Regions from separate parts of the Rattus norvegicus genome. Here region 2 is linked to region 1. The links are chromatin contacts, called in public Hi-C maps. All regions are on one chromosome and are shown on one strand. Each heading gives the region's core, a stretch centred on a gene start, on an enhancer-like site or on the middle of the called end of the contact. The rest is flanking DNA. Distances are from core to core; before and after follow the strand shown.

Evidence for each region. A called contact is a pair of places that touch in the nucleus more often than the background predicts.
Region 2: a contact with region 1 is called in a Hi-C map of mammary epithelial cells, with 2.5 times the contacts expected there. The contact joins the promoter of Sos2 here to the promoter of Nemf in region 1. A contact is called at or near these places in 3 of 12 Hi-C or Micro-C datasets (frontal cortex, hepatocytes and mammary epithelial cells) and 1 of 1 datasets of contacts at active chromatin or transcription factors (oligodendrocytes).

The regions. Positions count from the first base shown.
Region 1 is chr6:93,569,189-93,574,112 of GRCr8, forward strand. It overlaps Nemf (nuclear export mediator factor), which reads right to left and starts at 2,675. Exons shown (of 33, transcript NM_001170586.2): 1 at 2,577-2,675; 2 at 1,834-1,902; 3 at 1,581-1,683; 4 at 319-444. The coding sequence starts at 2,635.
Region 2 is chr6:93,888,988-93,893,911 of GRCr8, forward strand. Sos2 (SOS Ras/Rho guanine nucleotide exchange factor 2) reads right to left here and starts at 3,002. Exons shown (of 23, transcript NM_001135561.1): 1 at 2,916-3,002. The coding sequence starts at 3,002.

The sequences.
Region 1 (4,924 bases), core at 1,425-3,924:
AATAAGCCAGGCATGGTGGCGCATGCCTTTAATACTAGCACTAGGTAGGCAGAGGCAGGCGGATCTCTGTGAGGTCAAGGCCAGCCTGGTCTATGGAGTGAGTACCAGGACAGTCAGGGCTACAGAAACAAACAAACAACAACAACAAAGAGATAGACAAGGATTAGCAAAGATGCAGGATTATAAGAACTCTTAACATCATCAATTAAAAAGACACTGTGTTACAGAACATGATGAACTAAACCTAGCACTGAATGACAGGAGTGGAAAACAAATAGGGTATACGATTCTGCTTCTTTATCTCTCAACTTCACTTACCCTGTCATAGAGCTCAATGATTAAGTGATAAGCAGCTTCATCACTTCCAAATTGGAAATCCACAATTCTATCCACACCAAGCTGTTTTGCACTGACTAATCTCCGACTTTTCAAATGCTTTCGACACTAGAAAGAAACAGAAAAGGCATTTGTACAATAAAAGTAAATTCCTAACCAGATGGTACTAGTTTATAAAATTATCTTTATGCTATCAAGAGTATTTAAATGGTAAATAAAACAGTATGATCACAGAACAAAAGCTTATGATAGTCAGAGAAAGTTTTTTAAAACTTGTTTACGTGTTTATTTGAGGTGTGTGGTAAAACATGCAAGCCACACTATGCATGTAGAGGTCAGTCAAGTTTCATGAATTGGTTCTTTCCATTCACGATGTGAATTCCAGGGATCAAACTCGGTAACTTTTGTCCACCGAGTCATCTTGGCAGGTCCCAGTGGGTGGGAAAACCCTTAAGCCTTTATTCTAGTAACTTCTAACTGAAATAGTTATTTTTGTGCTCTACTTTTTAGATAATAGCAAATATGAGAACTAGAGCATCCACTGATTTATCATACCGCAAACCCCTTATCATTTAAGAAGACAAACATACTTAACTCGTAAGAGTGCCAAGAGTTTGCTGTTTTTGTTTACTATTTTTTAAGGCAAAATGTCACTCAGTAGCCCAGGCTAACCTTCCTACCTCTGTTCCCTGAATGTTGGTGTGTTACAGGTATGAACTAGCAGACCCAGATCAACATTCTTTCAGAAGAGTGACAGACACATGATGGCAAAGTACTGCCAATCCTAGCACAAGAAGGAAGGTCATCCTAAATTTGAGGCCCGTCTGCTCTATGCTCTATATCAAGTCCCAAGCCACACTCCTTTAGCTCTGACACTAAGAAGGCAAAGGTAGGCCCATCTCTGAGTTTGAGGCCAACATGGTCTACAGAGAGAGTTCTGGTACAGACAAGGCTATACACGCAAACTGTTTCAAATAACAACAAAAGGGCAAGTTCCAGGCCAGCAGATAGGGTACATAGATCAAGTCTGAGGAATAAAGTTGGATCTTACCCCTGACCCCTCATCTCACATCAGAACTGACTCCCCATAGGTTGTCTTTTGACATTCACTTGAGAGCCCCAAGTTTTGCCTGTATGTTGTTTCCACCTATGCTCACGCACGCATGCACGCACACGGACACACACACACACACGATAAGTAAATAAATGGAGTTTTAAAAATTACCTCCAAACTTAAAATTTACCTTCATAGCAAAACTAGACGGCATCATGTTCTTAGGCCACTCAAATTCTGTTGTGTGAATTCGTATACCAGATTCAAGTAACAGTGTAGCTTTAAAATCAGGTCTGTTCAAGAGAAAGTCAAATTTTTCTTTAGGGAATTTGCCAAAATTTATTCTCTAAATTAAAAAAAAAAAACCCAAAATGCTGGTTATTAAAAAAAAAACAAGAATGTCATATTTATTTACCAAAAGTAGTCCTATAAAATATTCTTACTTTTGAAGCCGAATAAGATACGTCTTGTTATCCACATCATAAACGTTGTTTACTCTCATTCCTAGCAAGCTGCAAAAACGAAACATATAATAAATCATACTCTTGGTTGAAGCAAAACTTTCCGTCATTTATTGGGGTTGCAGGAGAGGAACTCTTCAGCCAGGATATCACCATCGCCTATGAAGGTTATCCTCAAATTAACTGTAGACTTTAAGCCACAATAGTGACCTATGGTCTCAGGAACACTAGACAACTGCCTTCATCTGAAACGGCCCAGTATTTTGGGGGTAAATACAGTAAAATTTAATCTGATTTATTAGGAGCGGTGGGAGTAACCTAGTCCCCGAAAACGACACAAGGTTCACACAGCTGAATAGGATTCAAGTCCAAAACACAGGTCCAAATCTGCCTATTTCAGCTGAAAGGCCCTGCTACCTCTCCTTAGGAAGAAGGATGGGAATTCTGAAGAATTCCCACCAGTCCGGAGCAATGACCATCACTCCCGTTCTACCAAGCGTTCGCTGTGAGATCTCTCGGAACCAGAGCTAAGGAGAGACAGCGTACGGACACGCGTCTCCGGAGGTCTCCCGAGGGCACTGGCTCGGAGCTCGGCCCCCAGGCCTAGCGAATCCCCGGGGCACTGGGAAGACCGTGAGGCTCTCCGGTCCGTCTCGCGACCACCGGGTGCCGGGCCTCCACTCCCTGCTCTCCTAGCACGAGCCTGTTCACCCCCACCACCATACTTCGCATTCAGTTCCGCGAGCACCGCGCGGAGGTCAACAGTGCTGAAGCGGGTCTTCATGGCTAGGGTGCGCGTCGCTACCGCAGTCCTCTCCTAGGCTGCCCCGACGCAGAACTGCTAGGCTTCTGCGCACGCGCACTTGACTTAAATCTACGGCAGCCCAGGAGACCCATTATTTCTTAAAGCAAAAGTGCGTCATTTAACCGATTTTTTTTTTTTTTTGTAAAATCATAATCAATTCGTTTTTCACTGTGTTAAAACAACTCGACATAGAACTATCTACTTTTTTGAAACTGCGTCTTTCCCTTGAACACTGACCAGGTTAATCCCGTCCCCTTGTCCTCTTGTGTTTGGGAATTAAAGCCGGTCTCCACAGTGACCCTATAGGTCATTAACCATTTTGAAGCGAATAGGAGAATTTCCCCAGGAGGGCGCTAGCGCTCGGGATGAAAGTGCAAGGGCGCTTTCTAAACCCGGATTTGAGATCAGACAAAACCCAAAGGTTTGTTTTTCCTCACTCTGACAAGCCGTAGAGATGGGTTCCTATTTTGATGGGCACTACTGTCCGGCATACTGTAGAATTCTCACTCAAGTTGAACATGGTGGGTGCTATACAGCTCGTGTGTCATAAATTCTTGGCACCTCAAATAGTAAAGAAGTTCGCTAAGTAAAGATGTCAGATAAAAATATAGTGAGAGTTCCCATGGGAGGAGAAAAATTATTCCTCCCACATATCCCGGCGTTCTCTGAACCTCTCTTTCTTCTAGTTGTGCATGCTACCAATTCATAAATTGTTCAGGTTATTAATTCATCTAAATTTTTCTTTTTAAAAGTTCTATTATTAGTGATAAACAATTTTAATAGTTTTGGACAGTGGATGGTGTGTGTGTGTGTGTGTGTGTGTGTGTGTGTGTGTGTGTGTGGTCGTAATGGTCATTTTTGAGATAGGGTCTTGCTATATAGCCCAAGATGCCTTAGAACTCTGAATTCTCCTGCCTCTACTTTTCGAGTGTTGAAATTACCTACACACTTAGCAACTTGAGCAATTTTTAAATGAGTGAAACATTTATTTAAAAGTTTAAAGTCATAAGCATTCATATGTAAGTTCTTAGAATGGGTGACCAAAAAAGCAAAAGCAAGCAGAAAAAGTGTCAAATTAGTATATTTAAATACATAAGGAATTTTGTAATTATTATTCTGGGTTTTTTGTTTTGTTTTGTTTTGTTTTTTGAGACAGGGCATACTACATAGTCAAGGCTAGTTAAACTCAACCTTTAACGCAGGCTGTCCTCAGACTCCCTCTCATCCCAGCCTCGTTGGTGTTAGAATTATAGGTACATACTATCATGCCCAGATCATGAACCTTTAACATTGGCAAATGTCTTAATCTATTTTCTATTGCTGTAACAAAACACCAAAGGTTAAATGATGTATATAGTTCACAGTTTTACAAGCTGGAATTCTGAAGTTGAATAGCCACAATTATTTCAACCTAACAAGGGCCTCGGTCGGGCTACATTCCAGCATCGTGATGGGAAGCAGAGTGGGAAAGGGAAGGGACAGTTACAAGGCGAGACAGAAGCAGCAGGGACACAGACGCCAGGCTTCCTCTTATAATAGTTTCTTCATGAGTGAAACTGGTTTCCCCCAAGAACAATATCATTTCTGATTTTAAAGGCTCTTACCACTGCACTGGGCACCAAGTTTCCAGCACTCAAAAGGGACCCAACTCACAGCATTTTGTAGTAAGCATCAATTTTTGTTCTATCCTAAATACAAGTAGAAGGCTAAATACAAGTACAACCAAAACATACACAGCTCTTATAACAGTCTTCCTCTGACTCAAGTGTGGAGCTTGGGCACCTGTGCAGCTTTCTGTAATGGCTCCTATCACTGTTCTATTACCTGCTACAAGTGTAGAGATGAAAACAATACAACACAATGTCTGTGTACAGCATCCAGGGATAAACCGGACTAGGGCAGTAAGAGCATGAAGAAAAGACAGATCAAAGGTCAGATGGGTCTGAGCCAGGGGTTCTCACCCTTCCTAATGCTGCAACCCTTTAATACAGTTCCTCATGCTGTAGTGACACCCAACAATAAAATGATATTTGTTGCTATTTCATAGCTGTAATTTTGCTACCCTTATGAATGAGACATATTTGTATTTTCTTATGATCTTAAGTGACTCCTGTGAAAGAGTAGTTCCAACCCTCGAAGAGGTCATGAGACTGAAGAAACTACAGCCCCTAACCCAACTGCTATAAAGCTCAGCGTATTTAGTATTTAGAGTGGAACAGAAAGGTGGGGTCGCTGCATATAGTTGAATAAGCAGGTAGGTTTATGGTA
Region 2 (4,924 bases), core at 1,752-4,251, 320 kb after region 1:
GAGAAGTATAACTCAATGGGTAGAGTGCAGAAGCCCTGGATTCTATCTTGGGGGTTAAGACAGGAGGATCAGAAGTTCAAGGTTACCGATTACTATATGACAAGTTTGAGGCTAGCCTGGTCTATATGTGCCCCTCTCTCAAAAATAAATTAAGTTTAAATCACTGGCATGTGTTCATTTACATTTTGAATGAAGTCATGACTTTACCTTTCTGAAATGTTTTGGTGACCTCACCAGTAGACTATTCTGACTAAGCCAACTACTTTCTCTCTTTCTCTCTCTCTCTCTCTCTCTCTCTCTCTCTCTCTCACACACACACACACACACACACACACACACACACACACACACGGAGAAAGATACTAATTACAGAAAAATAAAGTCAAAAATTGCTCATTTATATAAGCTAAAACCTGCATGGTGGTGGTGACAAAGCCCTTTAGTCCCAGCACTCAGGAGACAGAGGCGGAGGATCTCTTGGGTTCTAGACCAGCTGGTCTACAGTTCGAGTTTCAGGACAGTCAGGGCTACACAGAAAAACCTTGTCTTGAAAAACCAAACAAGAAGCCAAAACCTTCAAAACAGAATTTTTGCCCTAGATAGTTAATACCTTTAGAGAATGACTTTACTTTTAAAAATTCACCTTTGAGCTGGGAGTGGTGGACACTTTTAATCCTAGCACTTGGTGGGAGTAGGGGTGGGGCAAGGGGGGTGGGGAATTGGTCCTACAGAAAGGAGTTAGAGACCAACATGGACTACAGAGTGAGTTCTGAAACAGCCAGGGCTACAAAAAGAATCTCTGTCAAAAAAAAACCAAGTAAACAAAAATGAAAATTCACCTTTGTATTCGAAGGATCTTGCATGATATCAAGCACGTAAGTTGTGTTCAACAGATGCTAAATGAATTACACCACATAAAATGTGAATTACTCTCAACTAAATTTTTCTAAAAACATAAATGTTTTCCATGGCATGAACTTCAATTCCATAATGGTAAGTTAATAAATTAATATTAGCTGCTTTTAACATTCACCAGAGAAGATGAATTTTTTGTGGATGTGCTTTTTAATATGCAAAAAAATTCCATTACTATGAAGTAATACATTATCTACAAAGCACCTGGGAAACAAATACAACATATAAACGCACAGTTCCAGGACCAAAGCAAGAGATGAGGAATGGATGCTAGTTCTGGTTTTATTTCTGATTTATTCTGAAAAATTAAATTCATATTTATGCATCAAGGATTGTGTAGAGTCTAAGCCACCTTTTGCTATCAAAATTATGAATGTGTATATATTTGTATCAATGGCCAACACGGGTTGAGCCGATAAATACATTGCCTTTCTGTGAGGTAGAAGGGCCAATTACTACTACCTAGGTTTTTCCCCCTTTGCTTTTAATTCAAAAGAGAATTCATTATCACTACCCGACATGCCTCCCACATCCACAAAGTTCTTTAAAAAGACATGATTTGGTGTGTGCTCCCAAGGAGACCAATAAATACCTCCTTATGAGAATTATGCCAGTGTCAAATTTGAAATTCTGAAAAATACAATGGAAATGTTTTTACCATTAGAGTGGGCTTGCCTTTCCATTCCTAGACATGTACGATGAATTATTTTTCAAGTGCAGTTGTTGTTGTTGTTGTTCTTCTTCTTCTTCTTCGTGGTTGTGGTGGTAGTGGTGGTGGTGTTGGGGTGGTGATGGTGTGTCTCGGTCTTGTCTCTTTGAGTGTGTGTTTGTGTGTGTGTGATCTGTGCGTTAGTGGTTTGTGTATAGTGTGTGTGATCTGTGTGTTAGTGTGTGTGTGTGTGGTGAGAGTCCTGCATGAAGGCTGGGCGGACTTTGCAGACTCAGCTCTTCCCATCACCTTTATGTGGATTCCAGGACTGAAATTCAAGCCATCAAGTCTGTGTTGCTGAATGGCAAATCACCCGTTCCCTAATGAGGTTATCGTTGGCCAAGGATTAAAGGACGATAAATGAATGAATAAGTAAGTACATTCTTGTTTATTTTTCAGAAAAGGAAAAGTTACAGGGAGAAGCCCATGTTCAAGAAGTATGACCACTCACCGTGAGCCCATGCAGTTTTCAAATCTACAAGTCCATCTTACAAAAAGAATTTAACAGCAACAAAAAAGCATTGCATAATTACCTAACTTCATGTAAGACTAGCACCAACCAGGAGACACACACCCTAGCAGTGTATCTAATTTTCAAACACTGATTTGCATGAGCTGCCCCTCCCCATTGTCCCTTAACAGTGATTATTACAAGTTCTCATCGATGTGAAGAAACTGACCACATTTTGTGAGGCAATCCTCGTATTCAGGTAAGACTTCTTCAGGAAATGGAGAGGCGCTTTAGATTCACCTCAAGTGCTGGAAAACGAATACTATGACTCACTGACACTTCACACATGTGAAACACACATTCATATTAGCAAAAACAGCATTGCCTCAACAAGCAAATGGGCAACCGTGGCAAGCAAACCGCCCGAGGCGAACACCCCCAAAGAACTCAATTCAAAGTAGTCACTCGGTCCGAAATCGTGCATTTGTTTTAGAAACTAAAAACCAGCGGGACTTTGTCTTGCCAGAACCCAGCCTGAGGACAACACATTGGTCAACGGCGGAAGTTGCCTGACGAAATGACTGTAAGATGAAATCCAGTTTTATGATCATAACAAAACCTTCCTTCCGGGACCAGGCCAAAAAAGAAAGTTGAGAAAACGTCCTTCGGGATGCAACAGGCAATGAGGAGCACCGGACTCCCGGCCTGAGAAGGCTGGGTCCCGGCACCCGTGCGAGCGCGAGCCGTGCTCCCTGTTCTCCCCGTTACAAGTTGTGCGAGCTCCCGGCCCGGCCCCCCAGCCCGTCGCCCCGCGGCACCTCCCTCGGCCCCAGCACTGACCTTCCGCAGGGCCGGGACCAACAGTCCCCGCCATTTCGGGCTGTTCTCTTCGCTGAAGAACTCGTAGGGCTGCGGCGCCTGCTGCATGGCCCCGGCCGCAGCGCCTCCGCATCGGAGGCTGGGCCGGTGGCCTGACAGGCAGGACGCAGGCCGCCTCGCCTCGCCTCGCCCGGGCCGCCGCCTCCCGCCCGGGCCGCAGCTCCGGCCGAGCGCTCGGGGGCGGCGCCGGCGGGCGGGCGGGCGGGCGATCGCCGAGGCTTGGCGGCCCCGCAGCCCCGAGGAAGCGCGGCGGCCCGAGGCGCCCTGCTATCCCCACGGCGCCTGCCCGCTCGTCTGGTGGCTCCTCCTCCTTTGTCTGGGTGCGCAGCGCGGGGCAACGCCGGCCTCGCCCCCGCCCCGACTCCCGCTACGGCCGCGGCGGGCAGACAGCGGCGGCCCGCAGCGTCCTCATCGCCTCCCCCGCCCTCCGCGCAGCCGACGCCGCCGGGCCGGGCCCGCCCGAGTCACCTCCAGAGGGCCCTCGGGGCCGAGTGGGCGCGCGTGTCCGGCGTGCACGGCGCTGGCCGCCCCTCCAGCCCCGCGGGCCGCCGCCGAGCGCCGGGTCCCTGCAGCGGCTGCTCGGCTGGGCCCGGCGCTCGCTCTCCCGAGTCTCGGGAGAAGACCAGCACCGAGCATGCGCGCCGCCGAGCGGGCCCAGGCGCCGGGTGCGGGGCCCGGGGGCCGGGAGGGTAATCGGTCTCTCCTGGGAACGTGCGCCGGGGCGGGGCGGCTGTTCCAGACACACTCGGCGGCGGCGTCTGAGTCCCGGCAGACAAACCTGATTCGTGCAGCCCTAGGGGACCCAGGAGCCGTGACTGCAGCTCTGGAAGGCAGAACACGGATGTGGGGAGAAAAGGACATTTGGGCTGATAGGATATTTATTTAACGTGTGCTCTATGTGGCTCCGTTGTATATTTAGGTGATAGTGGCTATTTCATAAAGTCACGTTGTGGGATCGTGGGAAGCGCTTAGCGCCCAGGGCCAAACGACTTCAGTTCGACTTATTTCACCTAAGATCCCTGTGTTAAGAAAAAGAAAAGGCATCCAAAACCTTTCAGATAATGTGCTTTGGTTAATCGTGTTCTTCAAATCCTTTCTACTTAAGGGTTTACAGAACCTGGATCCTGCTATACAGACATACTAATTAGCATCAAATAGAGTTCCTCTGACCCTATGCTTTTTTGAGTTGAAGGGGCATGAACTCTGGAAACTTTTTCACTAGCCCAAATTTCATCCCACTAAAATTGCTGAACAAATTGCTCCCAACGGGCTGTAAAAACAGTCATGCACCCAGCCACCAGCAGTGAGGTAGGGAACAAAAGGACAGAGTAAAGGATAACTGTGCAGTAATTTCAGTTCCAGAATCAGTGGGTGAACACTGTTCTCCCCCAAACACAACACCATTTTGTCTTCACAAAGAATGGCAGACCGAATAATTAAAGAGATCGCAGGTTTCTGGAGGGGGGTTGTTTTGTTTTTGTTTTTGTTTTTCTTTTCTTTTTTAAATCTAAGTATCCACTGGGTCAAAAAATATGTCCTATGAGGCTGTCGAGGAAAAGGTACCTGCTTCACAAGGCTGACACCCTGAGTTCCACCCTTGGAACCCACGTGAAGGAGAAAAGAACCAGCTCCACAAGGTTGTTCCCTGACCTCTACATCTGAAATGTGGCATGTGTGTGTCGTCGCACGCACGCGTACACAATAATACTAAAGTTGTTGAAATGTCTCTAATAAATGGTCATGTTCATAGTCCTATGTACTAAATATACTCTGGTTTATAGAAAGTCCTTAATTCTCCCACAGTTTTCAGACCCCAGCTATAAAACACAAAGCTGTCAAATTATCAGACTGCGATTGTATTTTCTCATAGGAAAGTCATTGGTGGGAAGTTTCATTCTTTGGCAAAGGATATTGGGAGATTCCCCTGGGCTTAATCTGGCCTGAAGATGTATTTGTTTCGCCAAGCCAGT